Regions from separate parts of the Anser cygnoides genome. Here region 2 is linked to region 1. A link is a contact called in public Hi-C data. All regions are on one chromosome and are shown on one strand. The core of a region is the stretch at or near the end of the contact, and the rest is flanking DNA. Distances in the headings are between cores, read along the strand shown.

Evidence for each region. A called contact is a pair of places that touch in the nucleus more often than the background predicts.
Region 2: a Hi-C map of liver shows a contact between it and region 1, with 1.6 times the contacts expected there. The contact joins the promoter of TSC22D1 here to the enhancer-like site in region 1. A contact is called at or near these places in 3 of 7 Hi-C or Micro-C datasets (granulosa cells and liver).

The regions. Positions count from the first base shown.
Region 1 is chr1:181,110,157-181,113,722 of Taihu_goose_T2T_genome, reverse strand. LACC1 (laccase domain containing 1) reads right to left here. Exons shown (of 6, transcript XM_066988398.1): 6 at 2,784-3,566. The coding sequence ends at 3,496. Among named protein-coding and RNA genes, the nearest start is that of CCDC122, 13 kb to the right of the region's middle. Within about 2 kb of position 1,837, at least 3 of the 3 cell types and tissues checked have open chromatin away from gene starts, as enhancers often do. A contact at or near this core is called in liver, where this site is marked.
Region 2 is chr1:181,410,126-181,413,990 of Taihu_goose_T2T_genome, reverse strand. It overlaps TSC22D1 (TSC22 domain family member 1), which reads left to right and starts at 1,338. Exons shown (of 4, transcript XM_066988427.1): 1 at 1,338-1,711; 2 at 2,266-3,865. The coding sequence starts at 2,299. It overlaps LOC106035060 (a long non-coding RNA gene), which reads right to left and starts at 1,358. Exons shown (of 7, transcript XR_010827841.1): 1 at 1,222-1,358; 2 at 292-539.

The sequences.
Region 1 (3,566 bases), core at 588-3,087:
GAAGAGACGAGCTGTCACCGATGGATCTAGCCTCTATAAATTTATTACAGACATTTTAAATCTAACTCCCTTGATATTTTTTGCCTTTGCCACACCTGTGGCAGTAAATTCCACCGTTTGGGGAAACATTGTGCTAATTATCTCAGGTTCAGATCTGAGCCTCTGAAGTTGCACACTGCTTCCCCAGGCACTGGAACCAGAGCTGCGGTGGAGCTGCATTTTTGTAGTGGAACAGAGAAAAAAGCTTTTCTCAGACATAGTTTATACACCTCATTTTGATACATAAATGTAACTGAAGAGACCCATATTCAGAATTGACAACGGCAACAAATGTTAATTGCACAATAATATCTATCAAAACCAATATCCAGTGTGATCGCGTACTTGTGCTCTCCTCAGGGCAAACCACAATCATAATTAATAATGTTATTAAATAACTTAATAATGGGATAGAGGCAGCTAATAAATTCTCGGGTGAGGTTAATGAATGGGATCTGGTCATTAGGTAGGCAGAGCTGAACAATTTATGAAGCATTTTAAGAGCTTCCCCAGAGGTGGTGAATCAGGACTGATCTGCTCGGGTCCTTTAGTGAGCAACAGTAATAACAAATGAGTAAATAAAATCTCCACAAAACAGATGCAAAACAGCCTTTTCTCCTTTTTATCATGACCTTCCCCTAAGCTTTTTTTTTTTTTTTTTTAATACCAGAACTAAAATGTTTTTCTGGCAATGACTTTTGAAAGAAACTCTCTGTACGATACAGAGCCTAGCCTGATGGGAACTCAATATTATTATTTTCTTATTGGTGGTGGAGTTCTCCACCTCAGTAACCCATATACAAAAGCCTGTTTCTTGTCTTGACAGGTTTACAGTCTAGGTAATTCAGTGTAAAAGAACTAACGAACAATGATTGAGGTAGCAATTTGTCTTCTAAAAGGTAATGCCTGTGGTGTTTCTGCTTATTCCCACATGCTCTCCAGCTTGCCTAGTCCTACCACGACCTGTAAATAGTATTTTTCTAAACAGAAAAAGTCTGCTGTCGTTCCTGAGCAGGTAGGAACAAGCCAGGTCTTACTATCAGTATCAGGTTACTGTGACTTACTATTATACTGTTTGAGCATTTGAACAGTGGTAAATAGCATTGCTGCAAGGTCTTTTCACTCACTGCAACACAAAATGTGTTAGTTTAAAGCCGTCTCTGAGGTGAGCTGGGCTAACAGCAGGCACGTGGGCACCTATGATGCTTCAGCTGTCAAGCAGTACCTTGCAAAGCCGAGGGTCTCAGCTGCTTTTGATGGCACGCTCTTAATCCACCAGGGAAGAGGGTTAAGCGAAGGGCACCGACAAGCTGTGTCAGAGCTTTTGGTGCAGGGACTGAAGGCTGTGTGGTGCTACTGCCCCCACACCAGCAGCAGCAGAAGCGAAGATGCCTTAGTCACTCCACAGCTACGTCAATCAGTGCCCGTAAGGTGGTTCCGCAGGCAAAGGGACAGAACCGAGAGGGGAAAGTAGGTTGTTATTCTTTAAGCCAGTGCAGCAAGACAAGCCTTTCCGTGACCATATAATTACATTATCCTATATTTAGAATAAATTGATAATATGCATACATTTATACACATCATGCATATATATGCCATGCACACCCTAAGCTACCGTGAAGTAACATGCTTGGCAGCATTAAGTTGCAGAGCATTGTCCCTGCGGGACCTTGAACCTTCAGTTTGAACCCAGCCATGAACATCACCTCAGTGGTGACCCCCGGAATGATGAAAGCAACGGTGAGGTTTTTAAAAGGTAACTGAAAGTGTAAGAATTGTTTTTCTGAAGGACTGTGGGACTACAGCAGAAGAGGAATAATATTTCTAAAGAAGAAGTAGGAAAGTTGGAAGAAATATTTTTGGTAGATGGTTACAGTCTGGGGTAGCAGTCAGAAGCAGTCTTTGCTGACAAATACCATTCACAGGTAAAAGGAAGGTTTTTAAGAAGTCTGTTCTCCTGGAGGACATGGAAAATTTTACTTTGGTCGCTTACGAATTGCACCCCAACAGAATGAAACACGGATTACTCTTCAAGCACAGGTAGCAGACTAACTTGGCAGATGATTATATAGGCAGAAGTGCTGTGCTGTACAGTGCTTTGCAAAGCGTTGTTTGAAAACCCAGATACACAGTGCAGCCAGAGATGGAAGCGCACCGTGGGCTAGCACTGACCTCTAGTGGACAAAAACAGTCTAGAATTGGTAAAGCCCGTTTAAATCAAAATAGGAAATAACGTATGCAGGCAGTTCTTCCAAGACTCGTGTTTGGGAACTGTGCAAGCTACAGCCAGCACGCTATTAGACTTGAAAACAAAAACTTAACTATTAGGAAGGTCTGACTGTGTGTCAACTATTATCACATAGAATGACAGAACCGGAGAATCACAGAATTGTTTGGGTTGGAAGGGTTAAAGACCATGGTTAAAGGCCATCTAGTCCCAACTCCCTTGCCATGGACAGGGACACCTTCCACTGCATCAGGGCAGTCAGAGTCCCATCCATCCTAACCTTGCAACATCTAGCGCAAAATCTAGGGTCAAATCATCTATGGCAATAAGAAACCAGTGCACACTTTGAATTTACTAGCAATACAAACATGTCAACAATTGGTCAGTAAAATTAACTGAGGATAAATTCACTCTCCTTTTCAGATACTTATTAAATAACTGAGTACTGTGGAAATTGTCTCAATGGACATTAGCAGAGCACAAATGACAAAGAAAAAATCCTAGGGAAACATGACCATACAAGTCAAATTATACTGAGTCTTAGTTTTATTTTTTTTTTACAATCAAAAAATGCTTAAGTTAACATTCGTATGTTTACAATGTCTGCCCCAAAGGACCTTGCTTGCTTCTCACTTTCAAGTTATTCTTGTAAGTGCTTTGAAGCTCTTTTTCAAGCTAATCGAAACAAAAACAATCCGAGGCACATCATTTTTTAAGGCTAACCTTCAGCTGAAACATACACTGATGGGCGTACCCAAACCGTTAATGTGCAATACAGGTTTCCTTTCCTTTATCAGCAATGTCAGCCTTAACTTCATTCAGAAGACTCATCCAGAAGGTAATGAAGACTTTTATTTTATTACTGGTTTTGTTTGTTGTTTATTTTATGCTTTCACCACCAGTAAGGTTTATGGGATATATGTGGTCAAAAAGGCAAGAAAATGGGATCTTGCATCTGGCTTTGCAAAGTGCTTCGTTACTGTTGTGAGTTCTCCTTGTTTCCTTTGGAACCTGGCTCACACAAGCCAGGATCCGTATCTTAGACATCTCTTCTTGCCTCAGAATGACAGGGAATGGAAGAAGCAGGAGAATCTTAAGGCCTGTGTACTCTTTCCATCGCAAGTCCGTGAAACAAAGAAGGAAAGAAATCTACCAGGAGAGCAGGATAACAGTCAACACACCAGACTTATTGTCTAACTACTACTCCAGAGCAAGAGACAGATACTATCTCAATCTTTGATTGATATGAAGCCAATTTGTGTGCCGAAGTTAGTGCCATCACGAAAGTGAGAATAAAATT
Region 2 (3,865 bases), core at 89-2,588, 300 kb before region 1:
TTCAAAGAGGTGACTGAGACATCTCCACCAGCTCATGAAAGACTACGTTAGGAGATGATGATGTGCTGCCAGAAAATGGGATACACAAGCACCCCTCCTGGTATAGGTGCACACTTCATCCACCTGGAGAAATGGAGGAGAAGGTTTGAACCTTTCCCCCTCTGTAGGAAAGCAGGACAGCCAATTTAGCAAGCTCTGAAAGTGCTCCTGGTGGGAGTCCTTAGGACAGGAGAGGTGGAGCAATGACTGTGGTGTGAATTTGTTGGGTTTGTGTTGCAGTGAGATACCTACCTACCTGCTGGATGCTCACCAAGGCATGCTAACAGGTTTGTAGATGCTATGGAAGATCTCCTGGCCAACGCATGAGCACCGAGAGCCTTCAGGGATCAGAGAGCAGCCACGCCAGGTTGAGGAGAAGCCAAGGTTTGGTCATGGGACAGCTGAAGCCACAAGGGGATGGAGATGGCTGAGGGCTGTATCGAGCTTCACTACGTCTGAGGAGGGCCACGAGGTCTTTCCTCCCTGATGAAACGCCAGTACTGAAACAGCAAGAGAAGAGCAGTGGACGTGACCTCAATTTCACTTAATGATAAAAAAAATACTTGTGAAGGGTGACAATTTTTTGAAAGAGCGCTTCAGTACACGCCTTCTCAAGCTCCTCGATGCGCCCACACCACCTCAGGGAGTGGTGGCAGCCCTGGGACCTCCTGCCGCCCTGGGGGACATGGAGACCCCTGAGGGGGGTGAGGGCCGGGGGGCGGCGGCGGCCATTTCGGGGTGTGAGGGGACCCCCGGCGGCACAAAGGGACGGGCGAGGCGCCGCCGGCTTCCCCGCGCACGGCAGGAGGAGGAGGGCGACAGGAAAATTCTGGACCGAGGGAGGGGATGAAGACGAAGGTGATGAATAACGCGAATAAACCCGCGGCGGAGCCCAGGAGGGGGAGGGAGGCGGCGGGTCATGTGAGGCACAGTCACGCTGCGGGACCGCGGCACCTGGGGCGCGGGGCGGGTTGGTGGCGGGGGGGGGGAGCCGCCATTTCGCGTCCCCCCCGAAGCCCCCTCCCCGCTCGGGAGCGCCCCCCCCCCCCCCCGTCGGCGGGGGCTCGGCGGCGCTCGGCAATTTCCGCCGGGCGAGCCGAGCCGATTTCCGTCGTCCCGGGCCAGCCGGGCTTTATGTCTGCCGGGCTGGGCGCGCATGCGCGGCGGCCGCCGCCATCTTACGTTGTCTGCGGGCTGCCCTCCCCTCGGGCCAGCTCTGCCCTCCCCCCTGCGGCCCCGCGCTGCGCCCTCCTCCCCGCCGGGCTCCGCGAGGGGCCGGGGGAGAGCCGGGAGGGAAGGGAGGGGAGGAAGGGAAGAAGGGGAAAGGAAGGCAGAACGCAGCGGGAGGAGGACGCGGCTCTGCGGAGGAAGAGCGGGTGCCGCCTGTTATAAAGGGGGAGGAGGCGGAGGGGGAAGGAAGAGCGTGTGGAGCGGAGCCTCCTCCAGAGACAGCCAGACACGGAGGGAGGAGAGAGCGGCTGCCTGCCTGCCTGCCTGGCTCCCCCGGCCTCCCTCCCTCCTTTTCATGGACTCCCTCGCCGGGCTGCCGCTTTTCTTCCCTCCTCCTTCCGTCTCTCGGCTCCCCAAAATGATTCAGCTCCATGGCTGCCACTGACGGGGATGTCCCTGCCCGGCTCAGCCTGCCGCTGCCTCCCTGCCGTGCGCCAGTCCCGTACGTATCCGCGCCTTCCTCCTCCTCCTCCTCCTCCTCCTCCTCCCCCGATGGCGAGGGGCGCCGGGCCTGCCGGCGGAGGGCGGTTCTGCCGGTTGCCGGCTTCCATGAGGGGAAGGGAAGGGGCTCGGCCCCGCCGCCGGCCGGGCTGAGGCGGGCATTGCCTCCTGCCCCGGGGGAGGCGCGGCTGGAGGGGCCAGGGGAGTTTGGGGGTGGCTGAGGAAAAGGGGGTGTGTGTGAGGGGGGTGCGAGGGGGAAAGTGGACGGCGGAGGGGTGGAAGTGTCACGTTCAGGGGCGGCGGAGGGCCGGTGCTCGCCCCCTCCCTGTGCAGGAGGAGGAGGAGGAGGAGAGGGGGAGGCGAGCGGCGGTGCCGAGGCGGCTCAGCCCCTGCGCTGCGGGAGCTGGGGGGGGGGGGTATGGGGTGTGGGGGGGGTTGTGCGCGGTGTCTGTGCCCTGCTGCCGAGCTAACTGTGTGTGTGTGTGTGTGTGTGTGTCTGTCTCTCTCCATACCGGGGGACTGCACTCTTAAAATCCGCCCGATACAATGCACCAGCCTGACTCAGCCGCAGACATTAGTGCTAGGAAGATGGCGCACCCGGCGATGTTTCCTAGAAGGGGCAGCAGCAGTAGCAGCGGCAGCAGCTGCGTTACTGCTCCCACTGCACCAGGTACCGGCGTCGGGAGCGCTGCCCTCTCCGCCGAGGATTATCAGCCGCCCTTGCTGGTCCAGCCGCCGCCTCCATCTCCTGCAGCATCTTCGTCGGCGGGTCCACAGCCGACACCCCCTCCTCCACAAAGCCTGAACCTCCTCTCGCAGTCTCAGCTCCAGCCACAGCCTCTCGCGCAGACTGGAGCTCAAATGAAAAAGAAAAGTGGCTTTCAGATTACCAGCGTGACCCCTGCTCAAATATCGGCTAGCATGAGCTCTAATAACAGCATAGCCGAAGATACCGAAAGCTACGATGACCTGGATGAGTCCCACACTGAAGACCTGTCCTCTTCAGAAATCTTGGATGTTTCTTTATCCAGGGCCACTGACTTGGGAGAACCCGAGAGGAGCTCCTCTGAAGAGACTTTAAATAACTTCCAAGAGGCAGAGACTCCTGGGGCTGTTTCTCCAAACCAGCCTCACCTTCCTCAGCAGCACCCTTCTCTGCCTCATCACCCACAGCAGGGCGTTGTGATCAATGGAAGTGTTCACCCCCATCATGTTCACCACCACCATCATCTTCACCACCACCACCACGGACACCATCATCCATCGCATCCTGGGGTGGGCAGTGCCCCGATTTCTGGAGGACCACCACCCAGTCCATCGTTTAGAAAACTATCAACAACTGGAAGCTCTGACAATGTTATATCAACTGCACCGGGTTCTGCTGCATCATCCACTGGTTCCCCCGCATCTGTCGCGTCTAATATCCGCACTACGAGTACTCCTGGCAATTTAGGTGTAAGTCCTGCTTCTGGAACTAGTACCTTAAATAATATGGGCGGTGGTAGCTCTAGTGTGGCAAGCAGCATGCTTGGTACTATAAATTTAAGCAACATCACAAGTACTGGTAATGTAAATGCTTTGTCTGGAACTAGCAGCAATGTTAATGTGAATATCTTGAGTGGTGTTGGCAATGGTACGAGTGCTTCCTCTAGTGTCATTAACAACGTTACTAATCCAACTGCAGGAATGGCAGTGGGATCAAGCCAGCAGCAGCCTGCATCTGGCACATCAAGGTTTAGAGTTGTAAAATTAGATTCTAGTTCCGAACCTTTCAAAAAAGGTAGATGGACATGCACTGAATTCTATGATAAAGAAAACACTGCTGCAGTTTCAGAAGGAGTAGCAGTAAACAAAGCAGTAGAGACGATAAAACAAAACCCGCTTGAAGTGACTTCTGAAAGGGAGAGCACCAGTGGGAGTTCTGTTAGCAGCAATGTAAGCACACTGAGTCACTATACAGAAAGTGTGGGAAGTGGAGAAATGGGAGCACCTACTGTGGTACAGCAGCAAGCGTTTCAAGGTGTGGGTCCACAGCAGATGGATTTTAGCAGCGCTGCTCCTCCGGCAATTCCAGCATCTAGTATACCACAGAGTGTTTCTCAATCACAGCTTGCACAAGTCCAGCTGCATTCTCAAGAGGTAAACTATCCGCAGC